Linked DNA regions of Nothobranchius furzeri: region 1 is linked to region 2. The links are chromatin contacts, called in public Micro-C maps. All regions are on one chromosome and are shown on one strand. Each heading gives the region's core, a stretch centred on a gene start, on an enhancer-like site or on the middle of the called end of the contact. The rest is flanking DNA. Distances are from core to core; before and after follow the strand shown.

What was found. A called contact is a pair of places that touch in the nucleus more often than the background predicts.
Region 1: a Micro-C map of tail fin shows a contact between it and region 2, with 11 times the contacts expected there. The contact joins two enhancer-like sites. A contact is called at or near these places in 2 of 2 Hi-C or Micro-C datasets (skeletal muscle and tail fin).

What each region holds. Positions count from the first base shown.
Region 1 is chr7:78,983,813-78,989,698 of NfurGRZ-RIMD1, forward strand. It overlaps klf3 (Kruppel like factor 3 (basic)), which reads left to right. Exons shown (of 6, transcript XM_070553815.1): 2 at 2,204-2,267; 3 at 2,714-3,155; 4 at 3,393-3,531; 5 at 5,407-5,573. The coding sequence starts at 2,226. Among protein-coding and RNA genes, the nearest start is that of klf3, 9.7 kb to the left of the region's middle. Within about 2 kb of position 3,474, at least 1 of the 3 cell types and tissues checked has an H3K27ac peak or open chromatin away from gene starts, as enhancers often do. A contact at or near this core is called in tail fin, where this site is marked.
Region 2 is chr7:78,897,677-78,903,324 of NfurGRZ-RIMD1, forward strand. It overlaps tbc1d1 (TBC1 (tre-2/USP6, BUB2, cdc16) domain family, member 1), which reads left to right. Exons shown (of 21, transcript XM_070553810.1): 13 at 1,503-1,700; 14 at 3,893-4,054. Among protein-coding and RNA genes, the nearest start is that of tbc1d1, 68 kb to the left of the region's middle. Within about 2 kb of position 2,250, at least 1 of the 3 cell types and tissues checked has an H3K27ac peak or open chromatin away from gene starts, as enhancers often do. A contact at or near this core is called in tail fin, where this site is marked.

The sequences.
Region 1 (5,886 bases), core at 2,224-4,723, 87 kb after region 2:
CAATTCAAATAGATCGATGCTCATCAGGGGCTCAGGGGAAGACACTGGTGACCCTTAAAGTGTGCCACAACATATCACTCGCCTCATATTGGGTCCCCATGTTCCTGGTGGGTGGAGTTAACTGCTGAAAATGAACATTTTAATAAGTAATGACTTGTGTACTCATTGTTTAAGAGCGCTGCGCCTCCGGATCGAAAGGAGCCAGTTGAGGTGGTTTGGGTATCTGGTCAGGATGCCTCCTGGACGCCTCCCTGGGGAGGTGTTTCGGGCATGTCCTGCTGGCAGGAGGCCCCCGGGTCGACCCAGGACACGTTGGAGAGGTTACATCTCCAATGTAGTCCGGGAACACCTTGGGGTCCAGCCGGAGGAACTGCTGGAGGTGGCTGTGGAGTGGGGAGAGGACAGTCTGGAGCGCCCTAGTTGGGATGCTGCCCCCGCGACTCGGTCCCGGATAAGTGGAGGAAGATGACAACAATGTTTGTTAGCCGTCACAACTTACATTTTAAATTCATAAACAGTTTTACAGAAATCCTGTTTAGATAAAAACGGAGTCTAAACCTAGTTGAAGTTGTGAAAACATGTTGCTTTCTGCATGTTACAATTCACCTGTGGAGCAATAAGAAAAGAGCTGTCTGTATACACACTGGGGTCTGCGCGAGGACCGTTTGTCCCCCGTTCACCTATTGTGTGTGTGTGTGTGTGTGTGTGTGGGGGTGGGGGTGTCAGAGCGGGGTGAGAATAGTTTATTCTTCAGCATGTGAAGAGGGTCAAATGCGTGTGTCTCATGCTCGATGCGTGAGAGTTAGCAGCCCTGGTTGAGCAGTTACCGGTTGCACAGTCACCCTTCTAGAAGTGACGAGATCCCAGAAGCAGTCTTCTGATGATACCTTTGCCACAGTGAAACACGTGTGACACCATCGGACGCTAGTACGTACCAAATCAGCTGTACTGCAGCGTTGTTGTTGTTCATTCCTTCGGCTAATGTGCGTATCCTGCTTTAACTCCACCTGCGTCACTCCCGCCAGCATTTGTTTACTATTTATGTTGCTAAATGGAAGAACGCTGACATAAAGGGTGCTTGTCATTCCCTACCGTAGCGGAATGGAACACACTTCATTCGCTAGTTCAGGTTTTGTGCATGTAAACCAGAATAAAGGCTGCCTGTTTATTGGTGTAGATTGACTTAGATGCACTTGTAAATGTGAGTTAGCTAGCCTGGCAAGCCATGCTATATGTGTCAATATATAGTCACGACCCGTAGATACAGCTCTGTCGTAGGGTGGAATCTACAGTCGTCTTTTAAAGTGTCTCTGCATGCAATTGCCCACCTGAAGTCGCTGTGATTGGCCCGACATAACAATGTTTAGGCCAATGGTGGACCGGCAGAAGTTCCAACAAAATGACCTGCTGAACAAATCAGTTTCTACTGCTACGTTCTTTCAGGATTTCTAGGCTATGAATGATCACTTTGTAATTGTGAGTCCACAAGCTGGTGAAAATGCTATTATAATTCCTACTTTGCAACGTTGCATTCACGTGGCGGGGGAAAAATCTTATTTTTGAGTTTTAGATTCACTTTCAAGTGATTTAGCTGATGACCTTTGCTGCCTCTAGAGAAGACAGACACTCAAGACAAACTGAATAGTTTCACTTTGCTCCTTGTGTCATCTGATGACCTGTAAGATTTATTGAGAGACCTTCTCCAGGGCCACAGTCCTTCAGTTTAGACCCTTTGTATTCAGAGGATCTGAAGTATCCTTTTGCTCATTAGTGCACAACTGAAAATACTCAAGTTTACTGAAAATGCAGGTCATAAAATATTTATGTTTGTAGTTTTCATTAACAGGGAAAACAGTACTTATAAAAAAAACTAGCTTCCTGCCAAACAGGAAAAGACTTCAGATGCCGGTAGCTCTGCTTGTATTTCCTAATCGACCTGTTTTTCATCACGATGCTGGTGACAGTACAATGCTGGCATGCAGGACGTGATGTTTTGGGCCTGAGGAGGGTGGAGCAACACCAGAAAGGGAAATATTGTCCAGGAAGTTTTGGATTGAATAAATGAAGGAGTTATTAGTTAATAGGTTGGTTTATAGTCCACTAATCATCAGTGTGTCAGCTCACACTGTCAGGAGTGGCTCAGATTTAACTGTGGTGTGAGTTTTTAAGCTGTACCTTGACAACTGTGTGCTTTATTTTGTAGGAGTCTGGCCTGCAGTGCAACCATGTTGATGTATGATCGCCCTCCAAAGACAGACATGAACACGGTAATGTGTGTGTGTGTGTGTGTGTAATCATATCTTTAGATGCTTGGAAGTGCTTTTAGTGTTCTTCGGTCATGCCTGAACATGCCACTTGCCGCCGATGGCTCTTCCACTACCACTCACACACCTCCACACACTCCTGCTACATGTCTAGACAGACTGGTTCCCACATTCCTGTTCTTCCTGGACAAACATGCTGCTGTACAGTAGACATTTGCATACAATGGAAACACACACCACCAGGCTAATGAACACACTGACTGTGCTCTGGACAGTTATCTGCTCTCCAGCAGAATGCTGAGTTAAAACTTTTTCTGACTGACTCTGGCTGTTTGCGCTGCAGAAACATGTTTTTCATTGTATTCTAGGCAGAACGGAAATGTTTACCTCTCTGTTCTTTTGTCTCCCTTCACCACTTCCTTCTCCTGTCCTCTTCCCTACCCCTGTAGTCATTTTCATCCTTAGTGCCAACAGAACCATACGGAGTGATCTTCCCCCACCCGAGCACCCTCTACCGAATGCATATGCAGGCCTTTGCCCAGCCTCATACCCCCAACAGCCCCTCACAGACACAGCAGGAGCCGGTAGACCTGTCCATCAGCAGGCGCACTTCATCCACCTCCTCCTCCCCTCCGTGCTCTTCCGCATCCTCCCCCCCCTCCCCTCTCAGCTCTCCGTCTTCTCCTTACAGCCCTTCCTCTCGCTCCCCACCCTCCCACGCTCTCCCACCACTGCCCCCCACCCCTTCACTGCCCTTCCCAGTGATGGCCCCTGTGATGGGTCCGGTCATGGTGCCTTTCCTCTGCCCTCCTCATCTTCACCTGCCCCTAATAGTGAGTTCGTCGGTTGCCGCCGACAGCGACCACCATCTGAGCAGAGAGCGAAAACCAGGTGGGAACATTTTCTATTTCTGCATTAAAGTCAGTCAACATTTTTCTGGTGGATGAATTCAGAATTTTTAAATCAGTACTTTATGGTATATTTCTGATGTTTTTTATGAGATTAAAATGTAGATAACTTCTAAAGGAGCAAATGGAGACATGTGTTTTTAATTCATTATCACACGATGGTTTGTGCACATCAAGGAATTTAATATGTTCAGAAAAAATAATGTCTTCTTTTCATCAGTTCACTCTATGAGGACCGCGGATGTCTCTGACTTGCACAAGACCATCAAAACCGAGCCTCAGCCAGAACTCGCTCATCAAGACCGTCTGATCAGCCACGGGATGACATCATCAGTCATCAGGACACCACCTGACTATGAGTAAGTAACAGAGAGAGAGAATGATAAATGAAATTCTACATGACGGTTGAAGGGGAGGCAGATTCAAACTGTCTCTAGTCTCGATGGCTACGCGACTCTGGAAAAACAAGTTCATGAAAATAAATGTATTCCTGTTGGAGCAATATCCAATCAACATATTTATTTGGCAATCAGCTCAAATACGCTCGTCTGTGAAGCGAAGTAAACGAGTTGCATCCCGACATCACATTTAGTTTTCTCTAGAGAACGTGTCTCGTCTTGCTCGTGGCTCACACAGCAGCGGTGGTACATAACATTTACTTTTATGAGATCAGTATCTCCCTTTTTTATTTCCACCTAAATGTCGATGCAAAGGTAACAGTGAACATCTTAGCCTGATCATTAAAATGTGAACTAATACATCTTTATTGCTAGCCTTTGTAAGTAAGTCAGTCACTTAAGAACCAGGAATGTGGCTTTTTTCTGTTTAAAACATCGATCTGTGCTCATGCACGAAGCTCCATAACAACAGCATCCTCTGTCTAATAACCACGTTAATGATCATCACATTTCTATATTTGTTCAGTTTGTGAGGAAATGCAGCGCTCTGGCCATGGATGTTGGAAATGTTTTGCATGTGTCACTCCTCTGCAGCATTATCACCTCTCCCTGCCCGTCAGCCACACCTTTCTGCCGTTTCCTCATAAGAACCTCTAATATGCAAATTCATATGATCCTGCCTCTTCTTTTTCCTCCTCCTCTTCCTTCCTTCCTTCAGGTACTTTCTGTTCTCTTTAATAATCTGCCTTCTTCTTCTTCTTCTGCATTTTTTGTCTGGTTTGTGTGACATTTGTGTTTCATCTTTCTCTAAATTAAAGCTTTTCTTCGAATAACTAATGGTAGGTTTGTATTAGGTGTAATAGTCAGAGGCAGACTGGCACTTAGTTGTATCTGTTGGTGTGTAAGTGTGTGTGTGAGTGAGTGTGAGTGTGTAAAAGTGTGTGTAAGTTGATTATAAGCCAACCGTTTCTGAAGGTGTCAGGGTTGTTGTCCTTACAGGCTGTTTTTGTCACTGTGCCAACTCTGAAATAAGGGACCCACACACACACACACACACACACACGCACACGCACGCGCACACACGCACGCACGCACGCACGCACGCACGCACACACACACACACACACACACACACACACACACACACACACACGCACACACACACACGCACACACACACGAATATGTATTTGGCTTTACAAGCAGTAAATATGTCATTTAAGTCTGTGTGTGTGTGTGTGTGTGTGTGTGTGTGTGTGTGTGTGTGTGTGTGTGTGTGTGTGTGTGTGATAATGACAGGTTTACCAGTATTCATCTGGGTGTGGAAGGGGAATTTTGCACATTCCTTTAACCAGGATTGATTCACATTTCACCGGCTCTTAACCGCCACTTCCAAACACAAACAAACTCCTCCAGGATATGACTGATCACAGGCACACTCTGTCCTGCACGCTGCATCTTCTTGTGATCTATTCTAACATCATTCTGTGGACTTTACCTTTGGCTTTTACAGAAAACATACGATGATCCAGAGATGTAGTCACACACTGGTGATGTGTTGTTCACTACAATTCTAGAAGTACACAAACAGCTGAAACAGTGGTGATAGGACAAAAACAAAAATGGGCAGACTAGAAAGGGTGGGGTGGGGTGGGGGGTTGGGGGGGGGGGGTTAACTTTCTGACTGGCAGAAGTTGTTTTGGCTCAGGAGAGAAATTTAACTTGTTTAATTTTTACATTGTAAATTGTGTCCTATGGTGCCATCTGCTGGTCACATTAGAGAATTGTTAAATGGCAAGCAGCTGATCTGTGTTTTCCATCTACCTGTTTATTTTAGGTGCAAAACCCCATCAGTAATAGTTCCCACTGGCGCAAAACACCCACTCCCTCCTGACTCTCCCGACACTCTGAAAAAGCGAAGAATTCATCGCTGTGATTTCTCCGGCTGCAACAAAGTGTACACCAAAAGCTCCCACCTCAAAGCACATCGCAGGACACACACCGGTGAGAGGAATCACACCTGCTTACTTGCAGTTTGGTCCAGAACCAGTCATGTCCACGAAGAAAGTAATGTCGAACAGTGTCGTTCTGCTGGAAATGCATACAAAACCTCTTTGAAGTAACATTCAGCTGTATTAAAGTCCTAGAATAGTTCCTTTATAGTTTCATGACAATCAATATGGTCATCACAACCAGCCAGTTTCCAGCATGGTCGTGTGATCTGAAAACCAGAAATCTGGTCCTTGTAAAAGGTCTGTGAACACACCATCACTAAGTGCTAATGCATGCTGGCAATATCAGATTTTGCATTTGGAAA
Region 2 (5,648 bases), core at 1,000-3,499:
GGAAAAACCGTGACAGCCATTGCTTTTAGCAGGTCAGAATGAATGCTTTGTTCTGCCTGAATGCAGCGCAAAGTTTTGGTTCATTTGGGTGTGTCTGTGTGTCCTTACATACATGAGGTCATGGGTGTGTGTGTGTGTGTGTTGTGTGTGAGGGGCGTGCGTGTTGGCAGGGGATGGTGGTATGAAGGTCATGTTGACAGTCCGCGCGCACGCACGCACGCACGCACACACACACACACACGCACGCACGCACGCACGCACACACACACACACACACACGCGTGCAGTGCCAGAGGACAGCACCAGCCTTGTTCACCCACCTTGTATGTTTGTTCTAGCCACATTATTTGCTCAGGAAATGGTCTGCTCCACTTTGTGCAGAAAATAACTTGTTTGTGTTTGTAGAAGGGAAGATGCAGAGGGTACCTGTGTTTGTGTGTGTGTGTGTGTGTGCGTGTGCACGCGCATGGGATATGTACCTGTCTACACCTTTCTTAAAAGTACAGTTATACGATTATTTATTCTGTATCTTGGAAACCATCTCAAAACAAATTCATAGTGCCATAATGTTGAGCCTGTACCTGCAGACGTGTGCCTGTGCATCAAGGGCAACTTCCAGGCTTTCTTGGAGGAATCACTATAAAGATCCGTATCAAGTGTGCATACCTGAGCCGGGCTCAGATACGTTGCGTGCGTGGCCGAGCTTAAGTGATCAAACTATTATGATTTCTTACGAACTGAAAGAGAAGCAAGTGCTTTCTGGATTGTTGGTATGTTGTAAACAACACGGGAGTATTTAGAGGTTTGGGATCCACCCTGTACTTTAAGGTGGAGTCACACAGACACATTTTAGGCATCTTTATACTCGGATATATTTATATTGTTTGCAAGAGTGTCAGAAATCTGAGACCATCCAGGCAACTTTCAGACACGTTGGACTAATTTATTTGACTTTGCATTTATTAGAACTCAATTTGATGTTATAAATATTTAAATCAGATGTGATGTTTAGGACTTAAAACATTAGATGAGAACAACCCAGGTCAAAAATGTGTGTATTTTCATTCCAGAGTGTTGTCCTGGTCTTAAGAATGAGTAGACTTTTGCAACCTGAAATAAACGTGCAAATATTTGTTTGCATTCTTTGGAATTTTTTGTGTTCACAAAAAATTATAATTTTGGGTACATTTTACCTTTGTTTTTTTCTACATTTATTCTTCAAGCATATCCCATGTTTGTTTTTATAAACTGCACATGCACAATATTAGCACTGCTTACAGTTATATCTACATTATATCTTTATTTTTTTATCTTGATCCAGTTGACTTCAGCTTTGATCATGTGCTATGAGCTAAAATTCTGATTTGAAATAGTAAGAAAACTCAAAATATTTTTATTTTCTAATTTGCATACTAGGGTTCTTGGTTTTGAATTCAAACGGAGGCAGAAATAGCGGCGTCTGTTTTCAGGGCCTTCATGTAATAATCTGATGCATCTTTCAGAGCGGCTGGATTCCTGTCTGGATGGAGGTCGAATTTGTGTGGGCCCAGCGGTGGCAAGTGGGAGTGGAGACCCTATGACGGCGGTGCCAGAGGAGAGTACAAAGAGGAGCAAAGAGGAGTTGAGGGAGCTCTGGAGGAAGGCCATTCTGCAGCAGATCCTTCTGCAGAGGATGGAGAGAGAGAACCAGAAGCTACAAGGTGAATTGGATGGAGGGAATTGCTAAGCTAAGCCTGATGTTACAGTTGCCAGCATCCACTTTGTCATCAGTATTAAGGTGAAAACTGTAGCTCTGGTTTTATAAACGTGTGTTTGGAAACTGCAGTGTCAGCCTGCTTCCTAAAAACATCAACATCTAAATACCTGAAATAAAATCTCTTTAAATTGCTATAAATTCAGATAAATCTGATTAAGGATTTAATGAATGTAATAAATTCAGAATCTATTTTATTGTCTCGGGTGGTGAAACTTCACTCATGCAGCACCGTCAGTCATTCGTCTGATGATGGATTTCAGATGTTTCTTTGGTAGCTACACAACAAAACAAGTTTCTCTTTATGACCTCTTTGGCAACGAGCCTTTGCAGATGTGCACTCAAAGACTTTCAGTAATTAAAGACACACCTGCTTTTCTAGTTTGTAAAAATTACACAACCACAAATTAGCGTTATATAATGTGTTTTTGTGTGTGTGTGTGCGTGCATGCGCGCGTCCACCTGTTTTTGTCTTGTAAGTGGGTGTTTTTGGGTGTGCCAGGTGCACCGCCTTTTTCCTGACCCAGTTGGCGTGTGTCTTTATACACAAACGCCGTGTCACGGCCTAAACTACCTGTCTCAGATGTAATTCTTTAATTTACACACACCTAACTCTCCATCCAACACACACTAATACAGATGGCAGCAATCACAGCTAGCTGTGGTTCAACTTTAATATTGATGCCTATATTTACACATTGCTGCAGTAGTGTGGGACTGTTTTATGGGCTGGTGTTTTCTCTCCATGTTTGTAGCTCAACACATTAATGTTGGAATCCATTCTTTCTGTCTGGAATTTGGGTCAACTATGAGTGTGTGCGCTGCCATCATGTTGCGTGTGTGTGTGTGCATGTGTGTCAACTTCAGGGTGGGGTATCCTGTCCTGCTGTGTGTTATCAAAGGCGGTGGAGCAGAGAAAGGGAAAGAAATGGAGGCAGGGCGAGATTTGAAGGTGGAGGCAGCGAGCAAGCGCCAGCTGGGCTGCTGCCAGCGGGCGAGTCCTGATAGACGAGATTCTGCTTGTTGCAGACAGATGAGGCAAAGCGACGCTGCAGCTTCACAGACATCATCTATTCTTACTCTGGGTGTGTCAACCATCTGCACCATCCAGGTTTTATTCTTTTATTGTCCACAACACTCTTTCCAGGTTGTTTTCATCACTTTCCTGTCACTGACTGCTGAGATCATTACATAAAAATGATTTAAACATTTATGTGCTTTTCAATAAAATTATTAATGTATTGGTTGAGTTTATTTTTAGAAAGCAACCCACTAAATAGGCTGTGGTGTTTTTTTAATTTTTTAATTTTTGTTTTGTATTTGAAGTCTTGTTAAATCATTTTAACTACATATTACTGACTCACACAGGATCATGATTATTTTACCAAACCCCTCCTGTTTGCTCCTTCATTTTCAGAAAGGTATCAGTGCAGAGTTTCATGTAGCACAGCCTACGGTCATTGTCCAAAAAGGATGATTTCACTCTGCTGAACACGACCTAGCTGCAGCTGGTCACTAAGTGTACACCACCCATGATCGGAAAGGGTGGAGCGTCCGCTTGGGACCGGAGGGGGAGTCAGCCTGATGGACTTCACAAAAGTGGAATTGGATGAATGAAAACTAGTTCAGCAGCAAGAAAAAAGAAAAGAAAAGATGGGTTGTGGGTTTAGAGACTTGAAGAGGAAGGGTGTTGTCAAAAAGAGAGGAACGGGAGAGGGTTTGGGGTGTTTTCTCACCTTTTGATCACTGGTGTCATCAGCAAGTAACGGAAATCCTAGTTTGGATGTGTTTATGTTTTTTTTTCTGAGTATTTTCCATTTCATAGTTTAAGGCCAAAGTTAAAACATCTAAACGAATGTTTTCTGACCCTGTCAATGAAATGACGACATCTCCTGTGGGAGATTACATAGACCCTAATTATAGTATTATTGGATATAGTCACCTAATAAGACATGAGGGTGTAGGCTGAGTACTGCTTCAAGAATTAATCTCAGAGCTGAGTTATGTTTAAGGTAAACATCTGGTATTATTACATCACAGTGTAAATAATAACAAGTATTTGCCCTCAGGTGGGTGCATGATTAGCTATAATACTGTGAGTTTGGGGTTAACGTGATAAATGTGTGTGTTTGTCTGCAGCCTCAGAGAGTGATCTGCAGAACAGGCGCCTGAAGTTGGACTACGAGGAAATCACTCCGTGTCTGAAGGAGGTCACTCTGGTGTGGGAGAAAATGCTGGGAACTCCTGGGAGGTCAAAGGTCAAGTTTGACTTGGACACCATACATGCTGCTGTTACACAAGGTTGATGTCTACTTCCACAAATACAAAAAACAATGCTTCATAAAGTTGCTAGTTCATTTTTGTTGAAGCAATGCCAACATGCTAAGAAGTGAGACAAGCTCAGATCCATCTTTGTTCCGACTTTGTTCTCCTCAGACCACGGGGAAGTTTAACTCCTGTAATCTCAACTTATTCCAAACAGAACAAATGATTATAGAGAGGCTACAGAGTGGAGAGTATGATAAAACAAACCTGCTGTACTGAACTACATAGCAACGCTCTGTTTACTGATCAATATTCATCCCAGTCCTCACCTCTGTTCATGAGCTGGCAGTGATGACATGATTATCAAGGTCACAAATAACAGCAGCAGTACTAAGTTTCATCTTTGGGGTGGCTGATCCTACTGGACACGCCTCTCAGGGGAGGTGTTTCAACCGCGTCTTTCCTACTCTACTGTTCTGGGTCGAGCTGAGATGCACTGTGGGGATTGTATTTCCACGGTGTCCATGGGACACCTTGAGATCCCACTAGTGGAGATGTATGGCGCGGTATGGGGGCCAAAATTAAGACTACTGCCCAGCAGCAGGAGGCTACATAATTTCCAAAGCAAACTACCGACCTGATTAATGATAAGCTGGTGCTGGTAACTGAGAGGCTGGCGCTGCTTACTGAGGAATAGCACCTTTACCAGCATTATTACTAGATATGCTAGGGACTAGCAGCCCTCTGCTGTCTATTAGCATGGATAGGCTAGCATTAGCCTGGACGGGCTGGTGTTAGCATTGGAAAGGCTAGCCATTAGCATGGATAGGCTGGCGTTAGCATCGGAGAGGCTAGCCATTAGCATGTCTCAGAGAGTCACTAGTCAGCTAGTGGCCAGCCTAGGCACGCTAATGGCTAGCCTCTCCGATGCTATCGCCAGCCTATCCATGCTAATGGTCCATCAAGGGGTTAGGAAATCCAGCTAGTGGCCAGCCTAGGCACGCTAATGGCTAGCCCGTCCAGGCTAATGCTAGTCTATCCATGCTAATAGACAGCAGAGGGAGTGCGTGAACCAGTCAATGACCAGCCGAGGGCTGCTAGTCCCTAGCGCATCTAGTAATAATGCTGGTAAAGGTGCTATTCCTCAGTAAGCAGCGCCAGCCTCTCAGTTACCGGCGCCAGCTCATCATTAATCAGGTCGGTAGTTTGCTTCAGAATTTATGTAGCCGCCTGCTGCTGGGCAGTAGTCTTAATTTTGGCCCCCCATACCGCGCCATAGAGATGATCACGGTTGGTCATGGTTGTTAGAGAGAGAACAGTTTGGGCCTCACAAATACTCTATGTGGGGGCACCTCTTAGGTTAAACAAAACATTCCTGGTCTGACAGCAGGTTATACTAAATACTGATGACAGATGTTTTACCTGCTTATGCAACTTAAAGTCTTTACATAAATATAAAGTCTAATTTGAGTTTGTCAGATACAGTTTGACCAGCTCAGTGGCCTAGTGGTATGAGTGTCCACCCTGCGACTGGGTGATCGGGTTCAAATCCTGGTTGGGTCATACCAAAGACTTTAAAAATGGGACCCAATGCCTCCCTGCTTGACGCTCGGCATTAAGGGGTTGGATT